3 separate regions of the Sus scrofa genome follow, and regions 1 and 3 are each linked to region 2. Evidence: chromatin contacts called from public promoter capture Hi-C data. All regions are on one chromosome and are shown on one strand. Each heading gives the region's core, a stretch centred on a gene start, on an enhancer-like site or on the middle of the called end of the contact. The rest is flanking DNA. Distances are from core to core; before and after follow the strand shown.

Region 1 (3,904 bases), core at 403-2,902, 130 kb after region 2:
TAAACAAGGGTCAAAACGTTCCAAGGGTTTATATGTCCTTCCCCACGTGCTTCTTAGAGCATCCCTGATGTAACTGACCAGAGGAGCAGGTGAGGCCACCGTCAGTGCAGGACACCTTCCTTGGAGGAAGGTTGGTTAAATGGGTTTTTTTGGTTTTGTTTTGTTTTGTTTTTCAGACTGATGGTGAGGGCCAAGCGTAATCCTTGAAACCTTTAGTTCTAGACCGGGCACTTCCCCGAAGTTCAGCCTGAGCCTGCCAAAGCCACAGGCTGGAGCTCCATTCCGAACTGCACAGAGACTGCGGGGAGGGGATGACTTCCCATTTCCTTCCACATCCCAAAGGCACGTGGCTCCATCATGCGCTTTGGAGTGAGGAAGACGTGGGACATTGAGCACCCTATCTAGTCTTTCTTTGCTTCATTTCTTCATCTAAAATGGGGAGGACAGTGGCAGCTCCTTTAACCCTGGGAGGCTTAAAGGAGTCAGGACTTGAGGAGTACTAAGAAGAGGGTCCTACACCTAATTCGGACTCAATCAAATGTAAATGTGGGTTTAAATCTCAGTTCCAGAACATTCTAGGTATTGTCTTTGGGCAAATTACATAACCTTTCTGCCCTTGAGCTTCCTCATCTGTAAAATGGGATTATAGCACATGCCTCACAGAGACTTCAGGTGGTTTTAGTGAGATAATGTAGCCTTTAGCACAGCGTCTTGCACATAAAAGGCCCTCCATAAATATAATGAAAAGAAAAGCATTGTGCTTTGCTTTTATTTTCTGCTCCTCAAAAGGCAGAGCTTTGTCCCCTAGGTCTAAGCAGCTGTTCTATTATAATTAGCTCAGATCTTACCATAGGTGTGGGTACATTGTATTTCATTATCCACACTGCAGGTTTGGGATCAATCTGTAACAAATGGGAGGCGAGTCAACAATTTCACGTCCCTGAAGCTTTGAACAGGTTTTTAAGGAAATCTTGTTTTTAAGGTTAGCGAGAGCATCATTTCACAGACAATGGTTGATACTTCACATACTTATTGATTCCAGGGCTCTCACTTATGGTTAGCATCAGCTGTCAGGTTTATGGAAGGTATCAAGTGTTTCTTTATGCTTAGCAACACAAATCAAGACTGTCTAACTGATAAGGTGAACCCACATTCTTAGGGAAAAGCAAAACGTGACCAAGGAGGTACCTGAACAGACTCATTCCATCCACCCCTCCTTGTCTGTCCCGACTCTTCCTCCTCTTCATGTTCAAGTGGTGATGCCTCCTCAGCAGGCTTCTCCAACCATCCAGACTGGATGACCAGCTTCTCCAAGTGCTACCCACTGTGCTGTGATTCCTTTTCTCCTCTGCAGTCACCCCTGCATTCTCAGTGCCCAGCCCCGGGCCTGACCAGTGTAGCCCTTCATAAGTCGGTGTTGGCTGAGTGGAGAGACTTGCAAAAACCTGCCTGTGATGTTAGAAGGTATGTGTAGCATAGGGGGAGGTGGGGCTGCAAAGTGGGTTGAGGCAAATGAATTCAATCATATTTCTGACTGGGAAGGTGAAAGGACTTCCCTGTGCCTGCACTTCCACATACCCTGGGAGGCAATGGTCTTCCCTCAACCCAATGGTTTCTCACCCCTAAGCAGCTTCTCTCTTTCAACAGTTCGCCAGTTCCCATCTGTTCCATCCGTCCTTGCCAGGCATTTGGGATGACGACAGTTCTGTGGTCTGTTCATGTCCAATCTGTAGCTTTCCGGTCCCCACCCCCTCTGCCCCAGGGGTAAATATGGACTCTGAGCATATCAACAGAAAGGAGAGATATTTCCTTTTTTAGTCTTCATACTCTGTGGGTTCGAGAAGGCCCAGGCCTCCCTGGCTCTCCTTGGATGGAAGTGCCTGGTAGTGTGAGGTGCTAGGCAGGTAGAGGAATAATCTTGGTATGAAATGAGCCTGGCTATTCAAATGTTGACTTTGAGGCCACCTTTGTCACTGCTTATCTGGCAAGTCCAACCTAACCTAGTAATAGTATTCTTTCCTGAGCGCCTCTTGTATGTTGGACAGTATCCCGAGAACTTCACAAACACTGGCTCAAGTATTCACATTTTTAGGACCAGTGTGAGTCCCTTCCATCTTCTGGGAAGTCTGGCCAGACCCTGAAGCCAGACGTGATGACAGAAGGATTTGACAGGGAGCCAGGAAATCTGAGTTCCATTTTGGCTCTGTCACAAACTGGTGCTGTAGCCTTCTCTGTTGCACTGGACGTCAGTTTTCCGTCTATGAGAATGGAATAGAGGAGTTCCCACTTTGGAGGAGTGGGCTAAGAACCTGACCGCAGTGGCTTGGGTCACTGTGGAAGCACGGGTTCTCCCTGGCCTGGCACAGTGGGATAAAGGATCTGGTGTTGCCACAGCTGTGATGTACGTCACAGCTGTGGCTTGAAATCCATCCCTGGCCTGGGAACTTCCATATGCCGTGGGTATGGCTATTAAAAAAAAAAAATGGAGGGAGAGTGATCAGGTGCTTTTAAAATTTTCTTGTGTTTCTGGCCCTCAGTGTGTCAACTCTAACCCAACCTGCTTTCTTCTTTGCCTGAGTGACTTTAGGACTGCAGGTGGAATTACATTGCTCAGTAGTCTAGGTGAGTCTATCTCCTAGGGCTACTCTGATGGCCCAGTGACAAAAACCTTGTCTTGTTCTTGTAAATGTTTCCTAATTCTGAGCCTACCATGTTGGCGAGATACAAGGCTGGTACCCTATGTGAGGTCCTAAAACATCTTGGGTGCATGTACTCGCTTTGGGACAGTCATCTCTAAGCCTGGATCTTAAGTCTTTCTCACACTGAAAACTAAAATTAGTTGGTAGGGTCACTTTTTATTTAAAAGTTATTTACTTGGACTTTAAATGTGTTGAAGTTTGTATTCATTATTTTTCCTTTTATTATTAGTGCCTTTGTGTCTTGTCTGAGAAATCTTTGCCTACCCCAAGATTATGAAGATAGTCTCCTATATTTTCTTCTAGAAATTTTATAGTTTGAATTTTCACATGTGGGTCTAAGATCCACTTCAAATTAAATTGATGGATAGAGTGAAGCTTCAAGTTCAAGCTTCCTTTTTCCCCCATACAGATGTCCAGACACTCCAGAGTAATTTATTAAGAAGACTTTCTTCACTGAATTTCACTGATACCACTGTAAAAAATTAAAACTATTATAAAAAATTGTTACTGTTATTTATGGATTCTGTTCTTTTTCATTAATCTGTTTGTCCTTATACCATGGTCTTTTGGTTTTATAATGTCTAATAATTTAAATCCTTTAACTCTTGTTCTCTTTTCAGTTGCTTTTGCTATCTAGGTCCTTTGTATTTTCTTCAAAATTTTATAGTTAGCTTGCTAATTTCTACAAAACTCCTGCTGGGATTTTGACTGAGAATGCACTGAAGCTATGAATCAATGTACTAGTCAGGGTTCTCCGGAGACACAGAATGAACAGGATAGGCAAGTATTCATCTTATCAACACCCTTACAGCCAGACCCAGAATAAGTTTGACCAAATATCTGGGCACCCGTGGCCCGGTCAAGTTGACAAATAAAATTTACCATCACCATCTATTTGGGGGGAAACTGACGTTTTAACAAACCTGAGCCTTCCAATTCATAAATGTGGTACATGTTCCCGTTTATTTAGGTCTTACCTTAATTTCTCTCAGTAAGGTTTTGTAGCTTTCAGTAAGAAGTCTTGTCTATCTTTAATTAAATTTGCTTCTTGGCATTTGATGTTTTATTATAGATTGCACGTAAGCTATATTTGCCAATTATTTGTGAACTCGTACTATTAAAGAATACAGAATTTTTAGGAGAAGCATGATTCCCAATCCGTCAGACAGCAGTGATGTTTAGGAACTGCCATTCTGGGCAGAACC
Region 2 (4,036 bases), core at 1,159-3,658:
TCGTGGTGAATGGTAGATTTCTTTGAAGCCTCAAAATGACAGACTTTCACAATATCACTGGCTGACAGCCAGACCAGCATGGTCTTAGTGTGATTTTGGGGCTAAAGTCATTCCATCTTGTGCAATAGTTAAAGCTGTTGTAACCAGCTCTGTTCTCATAGGATCGGAAGAAAACAATTTTTATGCCAACCCCAAAGCTACTCTGAAGGAGGTGCATGAATCTTAGGGTTTAATAGTCCATCAGCAGAAGTGAAGGATGTAAGGTACTCGAAAGCATACAGGTTTTGTAGTCAGACAGACTGGGTTCAAATCTTGGGTCTGTGCCCTGGACTAGTCACTTAACTTCACTGAACTCCAGACTCTTGATTTGTAAACTAGGAGACAGTCATAGCTATCTCTATGGGAAGCTTAAATACAATTACTATCATTTTTTAAAAAATATCTTTTCTCTTTTTAATTTTATTTTTCTTGTTACGGCCACATCTTTGGCACATAGAAGTTTCTGGGCTAGGGGTTGAATCAGAGCTGCAGCCACAGCAACTAGCAACACCAGATCCGAGCCACACCTGCAACCTATGCCTCAGTTTAGAATAGATTGTGGCAATGCCGAATCCTTAACCCACTGAGCAAGGCCAGGGGTCAAACCCGTAGCCTCGCAGATACTTGTCAGGTTCTTAACTCCCAATGTGGAGTTCCATTACTCTCTTATTTTTGATTCAGCATTTATCACTGCCCATCTCATACCAGATCTTATTCTAGGGGCTTGGGGACAAACCATTGAACAGGCAAGGCACTTGCTCTCATGAAGTTTACATTTGAGGAAGGAAAGACACATGGTGGAACAAACCCCAAATAAATACGATACCATAGTAAAAATAAAACACTGGCGTAACCAAGAATTGTCACAGTTTCTGTTTTCTCCTGAGTGCAACATATCTAATAAACTAGAACCTAATTTTCGTAAGTCGCTTCACTGAGCCAGTGGGCTCTTGAGAAGAGACTCGTGACTCCAATCTCAAAGTCCTACTGGGCTTTTCTGGACATACTTGCATATTAGCAGGAGACGAAGCTTTAGATTGGACTTGACTTTGCTGGTAGACTTTTAGGCTCTGTGTGGCCAGCAGAGGTGGTATTTAGGGGCAGGCTCGTCCAGACTCTGCCTGAGAAATTCTGTTTCTGAATGCCTTGCAGAAGTTGTTGCTGGGGTCCTGAGCCTTTGCTGGCGTCATGATTTAATGCATCAGAATCTGTGGCTTGCAGGAACTGGCTCTGATGCTGCCGTTCAAAAATGGAATGTGGAGTTGTCAAAAAGAGTCCAAGGTGATGAACGTTGCCACTTTAAGCCTAAGCCTTCTAGAGACAATGATGTGGGTTAGAGCCGCCGGGCCTCCAGGCCACTTCCAGCCCAGAGCAGCGTTCACCAGTAGGTGGATCAGGCCCAGGCATCAGACATTGGAAAAAGGAGCACTTCACACACATATATAAAAAGTTGGTTTTCAGATCCGGCGTTGCCATGAGCTGTGGTATAGGTTGCAGACGCAGCTCGGATCCAGCATTGCTATGGCTCTGGTGTAGACCGGCAGCTACAGCTCCGATTCGACCCCTAGCCTGGGAACCTCCATATGCCGCGGGAGCGGCCCAAGAAATGGCAAAAAAAAAAAAAAAAAAAAAAAAAAGTTGGTTTTCAAAAACATCTCCAGAGTTTTGGCAACAAAAAACAGTGAAAGACGATATTCTAATATTCTATTTAATAAATGTTTTTCCGATATATTTAATTTGAATCCCACACAAGGAGGGCTCCAACATCTTTTGGAATTCAGGGCCTTTCAATGGTTTTAATCTGGCCCTGCCTTATACTGCCTCAGAAACATCTCCTCACATCAGTTCTCCAAATTAACATGCAAAGTCTTCCCCCAGTCTGGAGTTCAGGCCAGAAAGTGAAGGATGCATTGTATTTCTTGCTATATTTCATTTCCTTTTCCCTGTCGTGCACAATGAGTGTGATGGTGTAATTGGTTCCCTGGACTTATTAGAGCAAATCTCTGGGGAGAGGGAGGTCTCCTGGACCACCAGGCCATTAATTTTACATAAGGAAATATATTGTTTTCCTGCCTCTAGTATTGACCCTTGGCCCCATTTTCTGTCCCTGTTATAGGAGGCAAGTCTAAGGGCCGAGGCCTGGAAACGTGAGTGTGGTGACTGAAGCCCCACTTGGCTTCCCAAGCTGGAGCTGGGTTGCACCAGGTTCCCCAGGGTGGAGACCTGAAGCAGCCGCCAGGGGTGTGAGCCCACCCACTGGTCTCTGGGCCTCAGCACGCTGGCCAATGGGAAGCAACAATTTCGAGGTGGGGACTGCCTTCCCCATGAGTACCAGGCTGCAGAGGCTGGGCCACCTTCTCCTCATTTCCATCCTGACTGCAGTCTGTGGCTCTGATTCCACACCTGAGGGTAAGGACAAGTGATTGGAATTCCAGGCTGTAGGTAAAGGTGGCTGTCCCGAAAGGGAACCTGGGGTTGGGGCGTGCTCATGCTTTCCCCATCGTGGCAGGGTGGGGAGGTGATATAGGCAAAACCCTGGCCAGGGCAGCCCTGGTGGAGGCAGACTGGCCTTGGGTTTCTTCCTTAATTTCCCCACGGCTCCTAGAGAAAAGGGAATTGTTCATTGTGATCAGGATGCCTGGAACCATCCTGAATTTTGCCCAATTCACTCTGTGGTGAGATGGCTAACTAAAGAAAATGTTGGGGTCAGTGAAGCAGGAAGCATGGTCCAGCGATAAAGTCCATTTAGATAAGAGGAGCAGGGGATGAATTGCTTCTCCACTTGACCAGGTAGGGCAGAGAAAGGAGCACATGAAGATGCAGCCTGGGGAGACTGAGTTTGGAATTCAACTCTACCACTGGATTCTAGTCAGCAGTGTTTATTGAGCAGATTCAACGGACCAGACTCTGGGTAGGGTTCGTGAGAAACAAAGATGGGTGGGGCCCAGTCATTATCTGTAGCTTTGGGGGTATCTGTAAACATGGGCATGTCTGCACCCATGTGGAGGTACCACACAAGGTGACTGAGATGTTCAAATGAAGTAGAGTGAGCACAGGGCCTGCCATGTACAGGGAGCTCATGCAACATTTTCTTTGTAGCAGACATCCTCTGACAGAACAACTGGATCTGCCCCGCCTTTCCCAAGCCCAATCCTGCTTGTCCCAGGGAGCATTGCACTTGTGGCCTCCTGGTTGTTTGCAGCCATAGATGCAGAGACTGAGTGGGAGGGATTTTAGAGATCAGGCCAGCCCTTGGGTGTCAGGAGATGTGGGTCCCTGCTCTGGAGAATTTTTTTCTTTTTCGTTTTTTTTTTTTTTTCTTTTCTAGGGCCGCACCGGTGGCATACGGAGGTTACCAGGCTAGGGGTCTAATCAGAGCTGTAGCTGCTGGCCTGCAACACAACACCACCAGATCTGAGCCGCGTCTGTGACCTACACCACAGCTCACAGCCACGATGGATCCTTAACCCGCTGAGCGAGGCCAGGGATCGAACCTGCAACCTCATGGTTCCCAGTTGGATTCGTTAACCACTGAGCCATGATGGGAACTCCTGGAGAGGTTTTGGATTTTCAGATCAAGCGTTGCAAGCGGTGCAGCCACCTCGCTCCTGGTAACTCCATCCATTTGGGGTAAGGTTGGCTCATCCTGACAAGGTTGGGGAATAGGGGGGCCTTGATACTGGCAGAATATGCACAAAGAAACATGAGGGTGTCAGCTTTGTTCTGGAAGCTGAGCAGTGGAAAGGGAGCCATGCAGCTTAACTGGCTGTTCTTGCTGCCTCCCTCCCTTAATTCTTGAGGAGTTGTAAAGAGACACAAGACTTGCTTCTTGTCATTTCTAAGGTGGCTCTGAGATCAGGCTGCTCCCCTACTCCTTGTCAAGTTGGAAGACCAGTGGCCCCAGACACTTGGCTGAGGTCAGGAGGTAGAAGCTGTCAATCAGGAGAGACACTGATACCCAAAATGTGGTGGGGGGATGCTCTGCTTAACCAGTTCC
Region 3 (4,306 bases), core at 546-3,045, 210 kb after region 2:
CAATTCTGAATTACCAAATGATTATGTAAAAGTTTTAAATAAATATTTTTTAGAAAAGCTTGTCCCTCTTTTACTTCTTCCTAAGGAAATGACTGCTCAATGTCAATTCTTGTCTCTGAAGAAGACACACCTGGTATCTTGAATCCCCGAATCCTCCTCTGGACCCTGCCTCTCTTCTCAATACTCCAGGAAAAGGAGTGCTCACTCGCGGGGCAGGATAGCATCTTGGAGAGAGTGACTGGTTTATTAATTTTTCTTCCTTTTGCTCTTGCTTGGAGTCAAAGGACTAAACTGTTGTTCATCCAACACCTCAGGGAAGGGCTGCAGTAGGGCAGAAAGCAGAATGAAAGGAAGGTCCTCACTTTGGTTTCCAAAAGCCTAACCAACACCATTATAGGAATGATGTCCTCAGGGAAGAGCCCGATTGTTTGGATAAAATCTAGAGGAGGAGCAGGAGCAAGGGGAGAACAAAATAATTCCTTTCCCCATAAACTGCCCACCTCCTGTGATGGCTTGAATATGTTCCCCTAAAATTCTTATGTTGCAGTCCTAGCCCCTAGTACCTCAGAATGTGACCTTGTTCGGAAAGAGGGTTGTGGCAGAGGTAATTCGTTCAGATGAGGTCATATTGGAGCAGGATGAGCCCCTAATCCAGCATGAATGGTATGCTTATAAAAAGGGAATTTGGAGGCAGACATACACACAGGGAGAATGCCATGTGATGATAAAGGCAGAGATCAGGGTGCTGCTTCCACAAACTGAAGACTGCCAGCAGACCACCAGAAACCAGGGAAGAGGCACAGGACATTTTCCCTCATGGCCCTCAAAAGGATCAGCCAGGCAACTTGATCCCAGACTCCTGGGCTCTGGAACTGTCAGATAATAAAGTTCTGCTGTTGAAATCTCCCAGTCAGTGGCACTGTTACAGCAGCCCTAGCAGACAAACATTCCCCCACCCTGGCTTGTAACTCCCCACCCCCTCTACAACAGAGTTCCCGAACCCAGGCTGGAAAGAACAGTGAGAGGAAGGTGGCAGCCTCAGGGCCTGGAGAGAGGGCCCTGTGTACCTGTCCCTAGCCGAGATTCTAGGAAGGAAGGACCTGCAAATCCCAGGAGAGCAAAGCATCACAGGGTGCTGGTCCAGGCAGGTGGGACCATAGACAGCTCTGAAGAGATCCCAAGCATGGAGAGGCAGAGAAGCAGCTGAATGAATGCCCCTTCCTGACCAGATCATAAATGAGGGATGCCTGAGCAGTGCTATAAGGTCGGATAATATACAAGACTGCATTTCCTGACCCTAACCCCTTAGCACTGCAAGTTCCCTGGAACTCAGATGTAATTTCACCTTGGCTGAGATTGGGTTTTTGCCTGAGTCCCAGGAGAATGGGAGCACAAAATAGAAGTGACAGAAAAGGAGATGTTAAGTAGTTTGGAAATAGAGATTTGTGCTTGCCAAATTTACAGTGGCCCTAAATTTCTGTAAGATGCTTTTAGCTGGAGATCTGGGCCTTGGGGTGGCCCTGGGCTTTCCTATTCAGGTCTGGAGGGAGCTTCTGCAACCTCCCCAGGCTGCCTTTACCTTGTATCTACTGCTTATTGTAAGATGTGTATGTTAGGCGTGAGGGAGGAAAAATGAGATCCTGGTTCCTCTTTACCTCATCAGCCAGAAGCCACAAAGAGAAAGGCCAGTCAAGAGAGAGAGACGTGCACCTGCAAGCTCCACACCCACCCCATCAAGAGCTCTCCTTACTGACTGAAGCACAGCTCCATGCTCTTTGTTCTAGGGAATGCCTCACACCCCAGCAGTAGGCTCCACCCATACCAGTAATGGCCCCCCCACCACAAGCAGCCTACAGGTGTGCCTGTCCAGCTGAACAAACAGAGTCGGGGCTGAAAGCTCTGTCCTGGAATCATGCACAGCTCTCACTCTCAGATGTTTGTTTTTACCTCTTGCCAAAGAAAGACTGAAAGAATCTTAAAATAGGTGGGGAAAAGTTCCATAAAGGTCTTTATTGAGAAGCCCTGAAATTCACTTGTCAACGGTCTAGCCTGAGACATGATCAGAAAAATGGAAAAGGAGCAGTCTTAGGCACAAACACGAAAATAGCTGAAGGATTGCTATACTGTGCAACTTAGGCTGAAGAAAGGTTGTGCACCTTCTTGAATCTCTGGAAGTAGATCAAAAGGGAAATATCTGCTAGGTTTTTACATGAACCCTTTTTCTCCAAATAGGAAATATTCCATTCTTGGAACACATTTCACAGGGAAAGTGGGTGGCCCTGGCAGCAGAGTAATAAAGTATTTTCAACTGAGAGTTCTAGGTGAAAGTAAAAACATAGAGAAACACTGAGTGGCCACTTTTACCATAAAATAATCCGACTGTAGTAGCTTACAGTGCTCCAGGCAGTGCTTACCAAGAGAAGGGAGTTGGTGGTTTGGCCGGTGGTGACCAGGCTGATTTCACCGTCTGCTGTACTTGGCGAGCAGTTAGTAACCTCAGCTTTTTTCCCTTCAGTTTCACTCATGTGAGTTATTTCTTGTCAGATAATGGTAAATTCCATCAGAAGCCACAGAGCAGTATTTCATGTTTACCAACTGGAAGAACACCAACACTGCCAGCCCACTACTCAAGAGTGGTATCACTTTCTAAATTTATCATTACACTGAAGTGTCTACTATTGCCTAACTCAGCAACCTTCACTTAGAAGACTCTCTGGTCCAGAGCTAAAGTGCACTTAAAACTCTGGATCTAGCACCCACCAATCCTGCTAGCTATCTCTGCACCCTTTTCTTTTAGAATGTAAAAAAAAATTAAATGTATTCCTCCATCGACCCAGCCACTCATCAGTTCAACTGATGGATATTGGTGTGCATATACACCATGCCTGGTTCTGTGATGAAGTTACAGAGAAAACACTGATGACAGTAGTAACAAGGAGAATGATGGCACCAAAATGGCAACATAGGAGACCCCAAGTTCTATCCCCACACAGAGACCAACAATTAGACAGCTAGTCATGAACAACAATAGCTCTGGGAGAGCTCTGGATTCCATTTAAGAAATCTTAGCAAAAAATGGAAGGATAAATACACAAGAAGAGAAGAAAATTAGTTTCATTTTGTCTGCATCATCCCATCCCTCTAAACTGGCACTTCTTAGACAAAACTTCCTGCTAGAAAGAATTGCCCTTTCTAGGAAAGAAATAGTGGGGTGGCCAGCTTCTCCAGCCTTTTGGGGTATCACACATAGGATCTGCTTAGGTTCACTCCACAGAGAGGAAAAGCTGAGATGTATAGAGAAAGCCCAAAACAAAAAGAAAAGCAGGTAGCAGGAGCGATCACAGTTCACAGTGACCCACTCTACAGACAAACCCAGCAGCCTCTGCCACTGAGGAAGAATCAACAGCCAACACAGCTGCCACAGACCCCCTGCAGATCTCAAAAAGCTTTTGCTCTAGGTATGTGTATTTGCTGATGCCAGCTGCCTGAGCCTCTCCCTGCTCCATTACCTTCCCCATCCCCTGCACCCTCGCTCCCACCAGAGCCTGGCTTAGGCCTCTGAGACTGCAACAGTGCAGAACACCTACTTAGACCCCGTGGATGACCCCTACTGCTGTGCATATACTCAGAACTAGCCCCTCCAGCTCACTTCTATGCTGCTAGGCTGACATCCATCACTGCCTTCACCCAGTGTCCCCATCCCAGAGGGAGATTGTACTGCCACTGGGAGAGCATGCTGAAAGCCAGGGCTCCCACAACTACCTGTGGGCCCAGATCAGGCCCTGCCTCATGTTACCGGCCTGAAGCACTGTGCATAGTTCAGCTAGTTCCTCTAACTGTGTGCCTGTATACCCTCAGCCCAATCCCCATCATTGGCCTCCACTGAATTTTACATACCAAGGGGAGGACTGTGCAGCCATGGGAAAACATGCTGATAGCTGGGGCTCCAGTAGCTGCCAGTGAGCTTACAGCTGTCCCTACCCCTTGCTGCCTGCTCCAGTTCCTACCATGCTGTGTGTGCCTGCAACTGGCCACTGCCATGACACAGGCACCTGCAGCAGAGTATGTGTACAATATCACCACTGCCAACTGGTTCCTCGCTGCTAAACCTGGAGGCACCACTGAGACCTCAGAAGTCTTGCAATCACTGCAGACTCCCCACAATCCTTTCCAAGGACATACAGTTGTTGATGCTGGGAATCCCAGTGGCTTGAGCTGAAGAGAGTATGCCCCCCGCCTGCTGCATCTAGTGTTGCCATATGCTCCCATACTTGGCACCCTGTACCACTAGACCTGACATCACAGC

What was found. Promoter capture Hi-C pulls out the DNA fragments that hold promoters and counts their contacts.
Region 1: a promoter capture Hi-C map of liver shows a contact between it and region 2, with 4 times the contacts expected there. The contact joins the enhancer-like site here to the promoter of ADIPOQ in region 2. A contact is called at or near these places in 1 of 5 promoter capture datasets (liver), 6 of 47 Hi-C or Micro-C datasets (alveolar macrophages, blood, embryonic fibroblasts and 3 more) and 1 of 2 datasets of contacts at active chromatin or transcription factors (alveolar macrophages).
Region 3: a promoter capture Hi-C map of liver shows a contact between it and region 2, with 5 times the contacts expected there. The contact joins the enhancer-like site here to the promoter of ADIPOQ in region 2. A contact is called at or near these places in 1 of 5 promoter capture datasets (liver) and 5 of 47 Hi-C or Micro-C datasets (embryonic fibroblasts, liver, mesenteric adipose tissue and 2 more).

The regions. Positions count from the first base shown.
Region 1 is chr13:124,761,174-124,765,077 of Sscrofa11.1, forward strand. The region is part of intron 2 of ST6GAL1 (beta-galactoside alpha-2,6-sialyltransferase 1); the gene reads left to right. Among named protein-coding and RNA genes, the nearest start is that of ST6GAL1, 64 kb to the left of the region's middle. Within about 2 kb of position 1,653, at least 4 of the 83 cell types and tissues checked have an H3K27ac peak or open chromatin away from gene starts, as enhancers often do. A contact at or near this core is called in liver, where this site is marked.
Region 2 is chr13:124,631,498-124,635,533 of Sscrofa11.1, forward strand. It overlaps ADIPOQ (adiponectin, C1Q and collagen domain containing), which reads left to right and starts at 2,409. Exons shown (of 4, transcript NM_214370.1): 1 at 2,409-2,448.
Region 3 is chr13:124,837,791-124,842,096 of Sscrofa11.1, forward strand. The region is part of intron 3 of LOC100519216 (a long non-coding RNA gene); the gene reads right to left. ST6GAL1 (beta-galactoside alpha-2,6-sialyltransferase 1) reads left to right here. Exons shown (of 7, transcript XM_021070037.1): 7 at 1-57. Among named protein-coding and RNA genes, the nearest start is that of RTP1, 96 kb to the right of the region's middle. Within about 2 kb of position 1,796, at least 9 of the 83 cell types and tissues checked have an H3K27ac peak or open chromatin away from gene starts, as enhancers often do. A contact at or near this core is called in liver, where this site is marked.